2 separate regions of the Mus musculus genome follow, and region 2 is linked to region 1. The links are chromatin contacts, called in public Hi-C maps. All regions are on one chromosome and are shown on one strand. Each heading gives the region's core, a stretch centred on a gene start, on an enhancer-like site or on the middle of the called end of the contact. The rest is flanking DNA. Distances are from core to core; before and after follow the strand shown.

Evidence for each region. Hi-C and Micro-C count contacts between places; a contact is called where the count stands out from the background.
Region 2: a contact with region 1 is called in a Hi-C map of uterus, with 2.8 times the contacts expected there. The contact joins two enhancer-like sites. A contact is called at or near these places in 1 of 39 promoter capture datasets (the 3T3-L1 cell line), 8 of 484 Hi-C or Micro-C datasets (CD4 T cells, Th1 cells, bone marrow-derived dendritic cells and 4 more), 3 of 115 datasets of contacts at active chromatin or transcription factors (CD8 T cells, bone marrow-derived dendritic cells and embryonic stem cells) and 1 of 9 other capture datasets (liver).

What each region holds. Positions count from the first base shown.
Region 1 is chr9:13,891,812-13,899,173 of GRCm38.p6, reverse strand. No RefSeq gene overlaps it. Among named protein-coding and RNA genes, the nearest start is that of Fam76b, 68 kb to the right of the region's middle. Within about 2 kb of position 4,478, at least 90 of the 459 cell types and tissues checked have an H3K27ac peak or open chromatin away from gene starts, as enhancers often do. A contact at or near this core is called in uterus, where this site is marked.
Region 2 is chr9:13,960,874-13,968,235 of GRCm38.p6, reverse strand. No RefSeq gene overlaps it. Among named protein-coding and RNA genes, the nearest start is that of 1700019J19Rik, 130 kb to the left of the region's middle. Within about 2 kb of position 4,660, at least 13 of the 459 cell types and tissues checked have an H3K27ac peak or open chromatin away from gene starts, as enhancers often do. A contact at or near this core is called in uterus, where this site is marked.

The DNA of each region.
Region 1 (7,362 bases), core at 3,229-5,728:
ATAGGTAGAATCTAGACACGCATACCCTGCTAGGATCATTTAGAAGCACTGCCAGATGGACCCCAGCCACCTGCTAATGAGACCATGTTCCTGCCCCAGCTCTGCTTCCTTCTGATCGGGTGACCTCTAGACAAAGCCCTTGACCTCTTGGCATTTCCTCATTTCTAAGATGAGGATAATCACAGGAGCCCAGGAACGCTCGGATGCTGCATGAGACGCTCCCAGACCAGCGCTGGTATGTCCTGTGAGTTCAACAGCTGACAGTTCCACGCTGCCATTATGCTGCCATGTGAGCATCGAGTTTTAAGATTCCTGGAATTATCTATACAGGTTAGCACTAGCCCTCTACAGCTCCACGAGAATAAGAATTCTGTGCGTGCGCGCGTGCACACACACACACACACACACACACACACACACACACACACATACACACACACTGCTTAGCAGCTGAATACAACACAGAACGTGTCTATTTTTGACCGCTATAAAGACTAGCCAGCAGGCCTGCAAATTCATGCCTCAGCAATCACTGTCAAGCCCGTTGCTTAGGAACACAGAGGTTTCCAAAATGGTCTTGTCCATCTCTCCTCTGCGCATGCACCGATCCCTACCAGGAAGTGTCTGTCGTGTTATATCAGGAGCCCACAATGAGCAGGACATACCCCCATAGGTGATCCAGTCTAGAAGGGACAACAGCAGGGGAGATGGTGATTATGATGCAGCACAGGTGTTAGACTACTGCTAGATAACATCTTTGTAATGCATTAGTGACCTTCTCTTGTCTTCTACTGAGGAACTGTTTGCTCTGGGAAGATTTTGCTGTAACTCAAAAGCAAAGCTTTGCTTTTGCAAGTGAAGATTTTGAAGCCCATGGTAAATTACAGCCATGAATGTGTTTGCTCACCTTGGAACTGAAGACAGCTTTATCAGAAGCTCTAGATACAAGAAAGTCTAGATGTTTATGATCTGTGGGGGGTTGATATTTATCTAAGGATTAAGAAGAAAGTGAAAAGAACTTGTGACTTGAGGCAGCACAGTCAGACAAGAAGATCTAGAGATAAAGATGAAGGAAGAGACTGATCATGGGCCTCTGAGTATGTTCTCAGCACAGGGGTCAGGCGCTTGTGTGGAGGCAGGCAGATTTCACCATAATCAATAATGAAATAAAAATCCACAAGCAGCTCTTCTATCCTCTCTTGCCTGAGCTGTCCAGTTAGCCTTTCAACAGCAGAGCAGCACAGTGTGGAGAAGTACCTGCAGAGATGAGTGTGCTGTTGTGCACCCAATGACCTCTTGGCACTTATATGATATGGAGGGGATCTTGACACTCCTAGGTATTTCAGAAAATGCAGATCACGAATGCTGTATGATGAATTTATTCCACCTAAATATTAGCCAGACCTCAGATGGAGGAGTCTCTGGGAGTCTGAGGCAACAGAAAGAGACAGCATGGGGTGCAGCCTGCTGAACCTGGGCATGCTCTCTGAGAGATGTCACCATGCATTATACTGTGGGAAGGCACCCTTGTTCCAAAAGCCAGATAGATGTTCAATTACATGTAAACAGAGACCACTTGGCAAGCAGTAGCAGATGATGCAAGCACAGAAGATGTAGCCAGAGCACGCAAGCACACAGAGGACAACATGCAAGCCGTTTACCTCCTCGGCATGGCCAGGACACTCCTGTGTACTCAAGCGTTTCCGAAGGCAGATCCTATCACTCTTGAGATGAGAGGGTATTTAGAATGACTAGTGATTTATCTAAAGGACAGTTACATTGATGATACGTGTGTACTGTTTTCTAGAATTGGCAGAAAGTCCAAAGTGGGACAAAATTAATGTTTAAAAAATATTGAAAAGAGCATGCGTAGTCTTTGTGCAGAGTGGCTAACCATAGGTCCTCAAGTCAAGGCTGAGAAATTAAACTGTGCAGTGGTAAGAGCACATCAAACATAGAGTATTCCCAGCTGCGGGGTCAAGGACTTCCCACAGAATTAATATTCATGAATTTTGAGGAGCAAACAGGAATCATCCAGTCACAAGGAAGTTAGGGTATATTTCAGAAAGTTTTTTAAAAGCCACCTGAGTCAAAGGCTATGGGTAAAAGAAGGTACAGACTGCTCCGGAAAAGCCATGAGCACCTCCTTCCCACCCTATATGAACATAAAAGGACCTGGCAGTGCACACCTGAGATCCCAGAGCTCGGGCGATGGAGTCAGGAGGATCCCTGGGGCCCACGGACTAGTCAGTCAGTTTAGCATAATCAGCCTAGGTTCAGAAGACACCCTGTCTTAAAACTGTGGTCGAGGGTGATTGAGGAGATACCCACAATGACCTCTGGCCTCCACACCTGCATGCACATAAGCATGCACCCATGTCTGCATGTGCACATATGTGAATACATGCATGCACACACACCAAAAGAAAAAAAAATAGAGTTTCAGAGTGGCCATTTTGAGCAGGTCGACTGCAATACGCTACCTTAGCTCTAAGTGGTTGGGGGCGGGAGACAGCCCTTCCCTGTTCTCTACAGCCTCTGCATTCTGGCAGTGCAAGCTACTCGTGAAGGCACCCCAAAGGCATCCTAGCTCGGAGGCCCCTCCTAAATTTCACACAAAAAACTTCGTGTAAATGAACAGAGAGCTTTTGAATATGGTCAGCTCCACAAGGCCATGGGAGTTAAAGACTTTGGACTTGAAGAACAGAAGGGAGCTAGCTACTGAAGGTCCCTGAGCAGGGGTTGGCATAGCAAGAGCAGTCAGTCCTGCAGCAGCTGTGGAAGGGCTGGAGTGGAGTCAAGAGACTCCAGAAGTTACCACGGTTGTCCAGGCATGAAGCAAAAGGGGAGATTCGATGGTATCCATGGCAACGGAAAAAGGAAGATATGAAAATTATTCTGAAGGCAGAAACAACAGGACTTGATTAGTGATTGGATATGGGTGTGTGGAGGAGGCAGGAGCGAGGAATGACTCAGGGGTTTTGTGCTTTGGAAGCTTGTGGGAATAAATCTGAAATAGGAACACTAATCAGAAGCGCTGCTGTGATGGGGGAAATGGAGAGTACGGCTTAAGGCATGCTGGATTTCACACAATGATGGAATACATAAGTAGAAATGTTCTCTGCACATCACAAAGGATGCGGTTCCCTCCTCTGCTTCTCTGGCGTTAAATGCATAAGAGAAGCCCTTTTGGAAGGAGGGGACCTGCAGAATAAATTTCCTGCTTCTCTTACTTGTAATAAGCTGTTGCAGAAGGCCTTCACTGTCATCATTGGCTTTGTCTTCAAGCAAACGCAAAGGACTATTCAGCATCTGTTTATGCTTGCCAGCTGAACAGGCACAATTCACAGTAACAGATCCTGAACCTGAGAGGGCTCCAGGCTGAGACAGCTGACATTTACAAGGCCAGTCCTCAGAGAAGACAGTAGGGCAGTAGTTACTGAACCATATCTGTGTGAGGTTAATGGTCATGTTCATACGCCATACGGAGAAACCACGAAGAGGGAAGGATGCTGTCCAAATCAGAGCAGCGGGGACCAGAGGATACTGGGAGTTTGAGATAAAAAGAAAATTACCTAGAATTCTTTTTTTTTTTTTTTTTTTTTTTTTGATTAGTGCTAACTTGAGTCATCCTTTCCTTGGGAAAGAAGAGTAGACTGGGATGTGACTTACAATCTACAGTTATTAATTAATCTGTGATCCAACCTTATCATATTCACAGATTCTGGAACATCCACAGGATCATGCGGCTGACCTTCAGGAATGCTGGATCTCACATCTAAATCCCTGAGAAAAGTCCACAGTGTTCTATAATGAAATTTAGCTGCTAATTAAACATAGCAGAGTACAAACCCCCCATAAAAGGACTTGTGGGGCAGTGTCTTCAGCAAACTTCCTTTCCCATGTAGGACAAAGTCCTACCGCATGAAAGATTCAAAGCAGGTGTCCCCACCATCCCTGTGTGAGCAGTACATGCCTAAACACAAATACTTTTATTTTCCCCAGTCGCTGGGTTCCTGGGTTTCATGAAGGACTCGTTCAGCTCTGTCAACTGAATGGAACGTCACTGTACATCGGGACAGACTGATCAAGTTCAGGGCATATCATTCACTTTCATCCTTCTGTCTACTGTGCTGTTAGCAAGAGTTGGTCAAGCCCTGTGTGGATGCTGAGGAAATTAAAAAGCTCCATGAAGAATAGGCTCGAAGACACTACCTCCTGTGTCTACCGGGATGAGTGAGGGTCCCCTTCTCCTGTGCTGGTGCCCGTAGAGTTTCCAACCTCACCTAAGAACAAGCGGGATTAAGTTTCTCTGTAAAATGTAGACAGAATCTTCACATTCAACCTTTACATAACATGTTTTGTTTCACTACATTCGAGGGACTTTCCTAAAGCAAGGATCTTTATCTTTGCAGCTACCTCTGTGTGTGCAAGCTTGGTTTCTTTTCTCTCTGGCAGCTTCCTCCAGAGCCTTAGCCTTACCAGCATCCTGTGACTCACACTTTCATTTCTTGTAAGTCGACACAGAGAGCTGTCCCTGACGCGCTTGGAGTGATGGATTAAAAATATTCAAGAGAAAAAATAACAAACGCAGTTACACTTAAACCATGTGGGATGCCTCCTATCTCTCCCCCTTTCGTTTCTTTCTCGTTGGCTTTCTACTGTCAACCTGCTTGTCACCAACAGTGGGTGTCAACCTGTCAGTTAACTGTCTATCACAATACATCACCTTTATTAGAGGAGTTGCAGAGCAAGCCTGTGGTCCCTCATTGATTTGCCTGTTGCACCCCACATGCTGCCTCTCCCTGCACCTAGTGATTTTCTCCTTCCCATAGCTGGGGCAGCCAGGCTCACTGCCTTCCCTCGCTCTCAGGCCAGTTATTTCCCTTTCCCGGATTACTCTGTTAACTTCACAATTGCAAAGAGCATGGCATTCGTTCCTCAAGGGTCCTACTGCATGAAAATAAAGATGCCATGCCTAATTCCAAGCCTGGGGTGAAAGCAGAAATGGGAGGTGGTGAGATATAGTATGTGGCAGTTCAGATGGAGGAGCCTCAATAGGCATAGATACCACAGACATCTATGAGCTCTCTGTTGAGGACAGTTTTCCAAAAGATGCACTAATCCTAACCCTAACCTCAATCCTAACCCTAACCCTTGTTAGTACAAACACTGACCTTTGTTGAGCTGTCTTTCCAAAGAAAGGGTACCCTGAACCTGTAAAGGAAAGAAGTGCTCACTACCCATCACAATGGGTTAAGGTTCATAATGCTCAAGACCCCCTCCTGTTAAATAATCTACTCCACGTGCAGATGTTGCCCATACCTCTTCACAGTCTACACTGCTGCTATTCCAGCTTAGTAAACTCTCTCTCTCTCTTTCTCTCTCTCTCTCCTCTCTCTCTCTCTCTCCCCTCTCCATCCTCTCCTCCCTCTCCCCACTCTTCCCCCTTTCCTCTCCCTCTCCCTCTCTCCCTCTCCCCCTCCCCCTCCCTCTCCCTCCTCTCTCTCTCTCCCTCCCTCCCTCCCTCCCTCCCCCTCTCTCTCCTTCTTCTCCTCCCCTCCCTCCCTCTCTCTCCCCCTCTCTCTTTCCTCATATTATTATTCTGATATTCCACCTATTTCGAGTACTCTGAGTAATAACATCCTTTGTTTTACCCCAAAGAGTTTTGTATGTTCTGTGAAAAGCATCTAAGAAACTACCCAGCTAATATATTCACTTATATGTGGGGGGGGGGGGAAGCTCAATCCCTCACAGTTTTTGAGATTTTTTTTAGCTGTCAATAAGAACATTAGGCAGATGAAAACTTAGAGGCTAAACTTTCTAGTCTATCACATCTTGAAATGGTTAACTCCCCTCTCCTCTTGCTCCACTCCCGCCTCTCTCTAGTCTATGTACATTCCTGGCCTCCATAATGATGGGCTGTAATAGCCCATTTACTCAGTAGAGTGGATTTCTGAAACCCATTTCCAGATTACAGCCTGTGTGCCAGGGCTGCGTTTATTTTCATTACTAGAGAAAGGGGTGCAGCCTTGTAACGCTGACTTTTCAATAGCTCCATCAGAAAGTGCTCGGAGCACCTTCTCAGTGCTCACCAAATGCTGCAGAATCCTCCAGAGACATACCCCTTCCTTCACACCAGTGAACAAAACCTTCACCACACAATGAACCCCACTGTTCCCCTCCCCAGTCAGACAGCAGCCACTGGGCGCTTTGTAGAAGTTACTTCTTCCCATTCCGGCTTGTCTCCTAACAGAAAGCAATCTCAGACTCAAGACAGTGTACTCTCCTAATTCCTAAAACCTCTGGCCTGAAGAGGACCCAAAGTTTGAAGGAATCAAATCGATCAAGCCAGCAGCATTTTAATATGATTGATTCACAGTGATAGTCTAATAAAATAGCTATCTGTCACTTCAAGTTAATTCAATACATAATAATAAGTATGTATTGGATGACAAAAAAGCTGGGAGTCTTGGTGAGTCTTTAAGAGATGGTGAAGGAGCCCTTTCAACACACAGATACACATCACATATATACATATACCACACATATACATACCACACACAGCACACACACACACACAGAGAGAGAGAGAAAGACAGAGAGAGACAGAGACACAAAGACTGAGAGAGACAGAGAGAGATAGAGACAAAGAGACAGAGACAGAAAGAGTATCACAGAACTTTAAGCTGTGGCTTTTCCAAATAATAGTGCTTTGATGACAAGTGCATCTTAGAGCTCAGCAAACTCTCACCCTACTTCTGTGGTTAGCCCTTCCAAGGCCATGTGATCCAGGTTCATTTTGAGCTCTAAGCCCTGAGCCTACACAGTTCTGACAACTTCTATTTTAAGCCTAGTCTTCAGAGGGAGAGGGGAAAGGGAGAACTTGAGGAAGCTGATGCAGCTTGGTTACTGGGTGGGGAACAGAAGAAGAAAACTCACTGACCCATCCACCAGTGTATCCAGAAGCCAGCTAGCACAGCAGTGAAAGATCAATGATGGAAGGAAAGCGCAATGTGCCTCCCAGGCATGTGTGTTTGAATCCTTGGTCCCCAGCAGGTGGCGCTGTCTTGGAAGGTTGTGGAACCGTTAGGAGGTGGAGCCAGCTGGAGGAGTGCTTCACTGGGCTTGCTCCTGAGGCTTCCTAGCCAGGCTCCGCTTACTGCTCTGCTTCTGCTTCCTGACTGCAGGTGCAATGCGAGCACCCAGCTCATAATCCCTTTCACCACACCATCCTGGCTATGATGGACGGTGTCCCTTTGAACACAAAGCAAAGCAATCTACCCCTTAAAGTAGATTCCTGTTAGTAATTTTCAAGGAGAAGTATAACCAGCACAGTTACCAGGGACTAAACCAATTTTC
Region 2 (7,362 bases), core at 3,411-5,910, 69 kb before region 1:
TGTATGAACTGCCCATTTGTGGTATTTGAAGATGATGATTGGAACTTGAAGACTATTATTTAAGTTTGTTCTTTCTGAAATGGAGTAGAAATGAAGAGTAATGTAAAGGAAGGCTTTAAAGTACCCATTCTCAGATCATCCAAGACCAAGAAGATCAACCTATACAGGTCTCCAAGGCTTGTTTTCTGTTGCTATGCTAAAACACTGACCAAAATTCATGTAAGAGAGTGCTGGGTTTACTTCACCTTACAGGTTACAGTCTGTTGTGAAGGGAACTTAGATCAGGACCGCAAGATCTTGGAGCAGATCTTGGAGTGGAAATAATGGAAAAAATTTGCTTGCTGATTCATTCATTAAATTCTTCATAGATTTCAGGACCCCCTGCCTGGGAATGGTGTCACCCATAGTGGGATGGGCTCTCCTGAATCAATTAAAAATTAAGACAATTTCTCACATACATGCCTTCAAACCAACCTGATAAAGACAATTATTCAACAACAACTTTTTCCTGAAGATCTGAGGATGTACCAAGTTAATGGCCGAGTAGGACAGAAAGTGACATGGATAGTGCTGTGCTTATCTCCTTGTATTGTGCTGGCTAGTTTTATGTTATCTTGATGCCAGCTATAGACATCTGAGAGGCTGGACCTCAATTATAAAATGTCTTCAGAAGGTCCAGCTTTAAGTAGACAAACCTGTAGGGCATTTTCTTAATTAGAAAGGGAGGGAGAGACTAAAAGAGGGATGGAGGGAGGGGAGGAGGGAGGGAGGGAGAGAGGGAGGACCCAGTTTATTGCAGTTGGGTGGGCAGGTAAATGGGTAGGTGCCTGGGTGGGTGGATGAGTGGGTGTCTAATGTATCTGGCCTACTGATCGCTTTATGAGCCCATGAAAATAGTCTTGCTTGTATCATCATTTGTGCTCTGGGACATTTCCCTTTTTCCATACTTGTACACATTCCAACTCTCAATTTCCAATCTCTTTCTTCCCTCCCCCGACCCTTTCTTACCCTAGTTTAAATTTACCTACCCAACCATAACCAATTTACCCAACACCCAAGACAGGACAGGACACCACATGTGGTCATGTAGTAGAAACACAGGGTATCCTTCTCCCACCTCACCTGCTTAGGATTAAACATGTTTGACTTTGGCCACTCTTTTCTCCATGCCCTCACCTCTTGGGATTTCTTAGCTTCTTGTGATCTACCTGTGAACTCAGAAGCCTGAGCAAGCCCAGGCATCTCCTACTTCCAACACCAGCTGCCCCCACCCCGTGAATTGTGCCCTCCCCATGTCTCAAAAACATCTTGCTATTTGCACAGAGGATAGAGCTCTAAGCAAAACTGTTTACCCACAGTGGGCTACCAAAGGCTTCTACTCAGCTGTTTCCTTCCCACAGTCGGAGAGAGCAGGTTTCGTCAGCAGGCGGGCCATTCTTCTGCACCCCTCCACCCCCATAGAACTGACACAATATCTTGGACAACTGATTTGTCAGCAGTCAGCCTTGTACTTTGAGTTGGTTTTTTTAGTTTAGATATAAATTAATACCTCTTACCCTCACTGTCACATAGAGATTCCCTTGTGAACAAGAGATGGAATGGCATTTTCATGGTCAGAAGTCTACCTGTCCACACTACCTTATGTCCCCTGAGTCCCAGTCAAATTCATTTAGAGATACCAGAGGCACTGTGCTCATCACATCCTCTCCCTCTGCTGAGCACCTCCCTTTCTGCCAAAACTGCCACCCATGAACTGATAAATTTTTCTTTTGGAGCCTGATAGTGTGTTATCACTCCAGAAACCACTTAAGGTCTTGTCAATCCCCTACCCCCACCATTTGGATCCCCAGCACCTACTAACATATCATGTTTCACTTGTATTTTGTCTTCCTTGATAAACTAAGAATTCCTTAACAGCTGACACTTCATCTTACAGCTGTGTATATGTACTAGCTATAGCAACACAGCCACAAAACATTAATATGAAGCAAATAGTCGAACCCTGGATGAGTTTCTAAGATGGCTTTGTAGGTTAGCTCTGTTGCCTTGCCAACCAAAGAACCAAAATCTGGAGCTGGGGAGATACGGCAATTGGAAAAATGCTTGCCTTGCAAGCACAGGAGTGTGAGTTCGATCCCCAGAACCCATATGAAAAAGCCAGCCATGGCAGTATACATTTGTAATGGCAGTGCTGGGAAGGCAGAGATGGGTGGATCCTGGGGGTTCAATAGCCAGCCAGCCAAGCTGACATGGTGCGTTCCAGTCTAATGAGGGACCCTGTTTCAAAAATGTCAAGGTGGACAGTACCTGAGGAGCAATAGCTGGTAACCTCTGGCCTCTACAGGTGGAGAAAGAAGAGGTGGGAGAGGGGAAGGGGGAGGGAGAGGGGGAGGGAGAGGGAGAGGGGGAGGGGGAGGGAAGAGGGAGAGAAATTAAAAGGAAACTAATGCTCACAAAAGGTAGACTGTGCCCTGAGCGTGCAGGGTAAAGACCCATACATAGTGTAGCTCTCCACCATGGAGTCTGAAGGTCCCAACAAGCTCTGCACCCACAGAGAAACGAATCTCAGGAGTTAACAAAGAAACTCGGTTCAGTACAACTTAGCTGGGCTGCTTCAAACTTCTGGAGTCTGACATCAAGCAGTTTAATTTTTGACATATTTAAACACAATAAAACTTTGGGGGAAGTTTCCTCATGATAATTATCACAATAAAGCTTCAGGCAAGGCTGCCCTGAAACTCTTTTGCACAGCACACATGACTTCTTCCACAATAGTCTGCTCTATTGGCTCAGAAACAGCGCTGAACATAAAGGGGGAAGAGATTGTAATAAGCACAAAAGAAAACTCTTTAGCAAAGTACTTGGGACGCTTTTCACAGGAATGGGTTATCTAGGCAAGGCCTGGCTCTACAGAGAGGAAAGAACCACAAAGCTACTAAACAATATCTACTCCAGCCTTCTGGCTGGGGAAAGTGTACATCCCTTCTGCTGCCTGTTCAACATTTCTGGATTCTCTAATGCTTATCTGCGAGAACATGGGCCTCGTGCCCCCAGGGAGCAGGCTCTGCAAAGGAAACACATCTAGGAAGAAACCCTCGTGTAAACGTTGCTCTCGCAAAGGATGCCATCTTAGCCCTTACCATTTAGCTGTTAGAAGAAGGTTTAAAAGGTGCCCATGTTCAGTAACAATTCCATTTCCCATGTTATATACATGTCAAAGTTGTAAGTGCACAAAAGACAGCTACTCAGATATACCCACTAAGCACAACACATATTTATTATAAAAGAAGAAAAAAATGTACATGGCTTTTACCAGGAGTCTCTTCATGAAAACAAGTTCCCAGAAGCACTCCTTGTTCAAGGCTAGAGAATCTAGTTGTTGATAGAGCTGTTGTGAAGGACTTGGGAGCCATGAGCACCAAAGGCTGGTTCTAATTTGTATTTTCTACTCATCAGCTGCACAATCTTCAAAGATCAGGTTCCCTTTCTCCCAAATTAACAAGCCTGAGATGATGCAAACAAGGAAATCCAAAGGGAGCCCCTCCCACTTGTGAGGCCCTCATTCATTCTCTGTATCTTGGGCAGGTGTAAGTCTCTAATTTAACACCATTCATGGTAAAGAAGTGTCTCTGACTTAGCCCAGAGCTGGATTGTTAGCTGGGCTTACGGTACCAGTGTGGATTCCCCTTTCCCCTCCCCTCCACAGAGCAGGCCTCCAATCTAACCCGAGAGCAGTCAGGTTTCCTCACAGCACTGGCAGTTGCACAGGTTGGCACATCGCGCCCAGAGTGAGCTTCTGGTTCATAGGGTTCATAGTTGGCAAGATCAACAATATCCCTTCTGCTCCAACAGCCTACTTGGTGCCCTCTGGTATATTGAAGGCTAGCCATCAGAGAGAATGTTCCCAGCTAAAATCCAGCCTGCTTTCTCTATATTTTACAATCAAGGTGTGTAGTGTCTTCTGTAACATGACTTTATGCTCTAGTTCTGGTGAGCAGCCTCAAGGATTCACAAGAGTATACATAGTGGTGGATTGGATGGATAGTGAAGTAGACTTAGCCAGGTTCACTGAGTGAACTTATCCCTGCTTAGTTGTGTGATGAGCACATAGCTGCCCAGCTCAGTTCTGGAACGATGGATTATGTTTCAAAATGATTGCATATACATACGGATTTTTGAAATTTAGCTTGGATGTGTGTGGGTTAGTGCCTTGGGTCCTCTTACTGGATAATTTGGTAAGACACTCCCAATTGATAAATCTTTTTAGTTTCCACTGAAGAGGAAAAAAATCTAATAATAGCCTTTCTGCAAATGTTCAGTAGGAGTTGAGGTGAGAGATACAATAAGATAAATGTTTTTATCACTTTTGGCAAGCCACAGTCACACTTATGAAGCCAGGTCACTGGAATCCTCGCTAGAAGCCACACCCTGGCAAGGGCCTGGAAACAGATGAGTTTTCTCTCACCTGTCTAAGAGGTCTCACCAGCCTTCTGGACCGGCTGCTGGCATTTGAGAAGACACATCACAGGGTTAAGGGTGCTGTCTGTGGCTACAGAACAGAGGGAAGCTAAGAGGCCCAAGAGAGGATTAAACCCATGACCTGCTCCTCATTAGTGCAGTGTTCTAGCAGACTGAGAAATAACGCAGACTCTCATAGTGTCAGCAAATACTGACCTACTTAGACAGGAGGGGTGAAAGCGCAGGGTTCCCCTCTGACATCAGCACAAGCTGTCTCTGGGAATTGAAAGGACAGAGAAAGGCCTTTTACAGGGAATTTCTGGGTCAATAACTCTCATCTCTTGCTCACAGAGTAATTACTGGATTATGTTGCCCAATTACCCATACATCCAATAACTGCCCCCCCCCACACACACACACTCTCTTGTCCCAACAAGTGTAGCAAGTATTAGGCAATACGTTAAGGCCACTCGAGGCGGATTGTGACATTGGCTACGTCCCTACCATTATGTTCTTCTGCTTAAATTATTTCTATCACTCCCACCCCCACCTCCACCTTTTTCATTATTGTGTCCTCTGATCCTTCTATGAATTCACAGCTCTCACACAGTCATTCCTCCTACCCTAGCAAGCTGTCCTAGAAGCTTTAAAACCTTCTGATGGCTGAGCAGAGACTTGTCACGTGTTCAACCCTATCACAACACTCAACAGTTTGTATTCCATGATCTATGTTCCTTCCTCCAAACCCTCCACTGTAAGCATCTATAGAACAGGGACTGGACCAGATAAAAGCTGGCTCTTATCTGCTCTGTGACCATGTAAAGTAGGAACACAATAAATATAAGTTGGATGATTGAGGATATCTGATTTTATTATATATTAAATTTCCTCAATTCTGCTAAGTAACATCTAAAAATGTTAAATAGTGCTGACACCACAGCCCTTAAATACATCACCTGGGCTTGGCATTTTCTGAGGCAGGATGAGAGAGTGCCTTAGACTCACACAACTCTGAGCTGAAATCCCAGGTATTTGCTAACTACCTCCCTTCTAGACTTTCTAAGTGAGAACAGCACTGAGTAGACAGACCAGGGGGATGCAGTAGGATCATGTATGTAAGGGTCCTGCTGCTCAAAATTTTAGGAAATAACACTTTCTGTTCTTTAGGCAGTGATCATAGTCTCCTGAATTCCAGTCTGCCCTGTGCATTAAGTAGCAAATACTGTTTTATTTCCATATACACACAAGCATACACATTCACAAGTTAACTAAAAAATGAAAAATAATAAAAAACTGATTGTGTTACCTCACTCAGGATGATGCCCTCCAGGTCCATCCATTTGCCTAGGAATCTCACACAATATGTACTCACTGATAAGTGGATATTAGCCCCAAAACTTAGGATAACCAAGATATAAGATACAATTTGTTAAACGCATGCAACTCATAGGCATGAAGAGCGAAGACCAAAGTGTGGACACTGTGCCCCTTCTTAGAATTGGGAACAAAACACCCATGGAAAGAGTTACAGAGATAAAGTTTGGAGCTGTGAAGAAAGGATGGACCATCTAAAGACTGACATATCCAGGGATCCATCCCATAATCAGCGTCCAAACGCTGACACCATTGCATACACTAGCAAGATTTTGCTGAAAGGACCCAGATATAGCTGTCTCTTGTGAGACAATGCCGGGGCCTAGCAAACACAGAAGTGGATGCTCACAGTCAGCTATTGGATGGATCACAGGGCCCCCAATGGAGGAGCTAGAGAAAGTACCCAAGGAGCTAAAGGGATCTGCAACCCTATAGGTGGAACAACAATATGAACTAACCAGTACCCTAGAGCTCTTGACTCTAGCTGCATATGTATCAAAAGATGGCCTAGTCGGCCATCACTGGAAAGAGAGGCCCATTGGACTTGCAAACTTTATATGCCCCAGTACAGGGGAACGCCAGGGGCAAAAAGTGGGAGTGGGTGGGTAGGGAAGTGGGGGGGGGGTGTATTGGAGACTTTTTGGATAGCATTGGAAATGTAAATGAGGAAAATACCTAATTAAAAAAATTAATTCTAAAAAAAAAAAAAATGTGACTTTGTATTTCAGGTGGGAGACAGCCTTAGACAACCTCCACCTGGGGCCAACAGGGTGCAGGCACAGAGTGAGCCAAGATGACTGATTGCCAGTCTGCTGCCTTGGGGCCAGGTAAGGAGCAGGCCAGAGATAACCACCAGTCCAGCACTTACTTCTGCCAGACGCCACGTGTCCAGGGCAGGGAGAAAGCCCATGGACAAGATGACCCCTCCCTGAGATTGTGCAGCCCAGGCAGGAGGGAGCCCAAGATGATCACCAGTCTGTCTCCATGGGGACAAGATAATGAGCAAGCCTAAGAAGACCACTTGCCCAGTGCTTCACAGACCCTGGCAGGCAAACTACACCTGAGATGACCCCTATCTGGTGTCACACTGCACAGGGAGGTATAGCACTCCTGAGACCACTCCTGAGATGAACCCAGACACTCAGAGACCCTGGGTGCCACTAAAGAGAACAAGTAAATGGTGGAGAACTATGTGAACACAATGAAGAGAGGAGAACTGGAGACTCGAGGATAGTGAGGAACAGCCTGATGTGAGCACCTGTGTGGCCACTGTATTGGCTAGTTTTGTGTCAACTTGACACAGGCTGGAGTTATCACAGAGAAAGGAGCTTCAGTTGGGGAAATGCCTCCACGAGATTCAGCTATAAGGCATTTTCTCAATTAGTGATCAAGTGGGGAGGTCTCATTGTGGGTGGTGCCATCTCTGGGCTGGTAGTCTTGGTTCTATAAGAGAGCAGGCTGAGCAAGCCAGGGGAAGCAAGCCAGTAAAGAACATCCCTCCATGGCCTCTGCATCATCTCCTGCTTCATG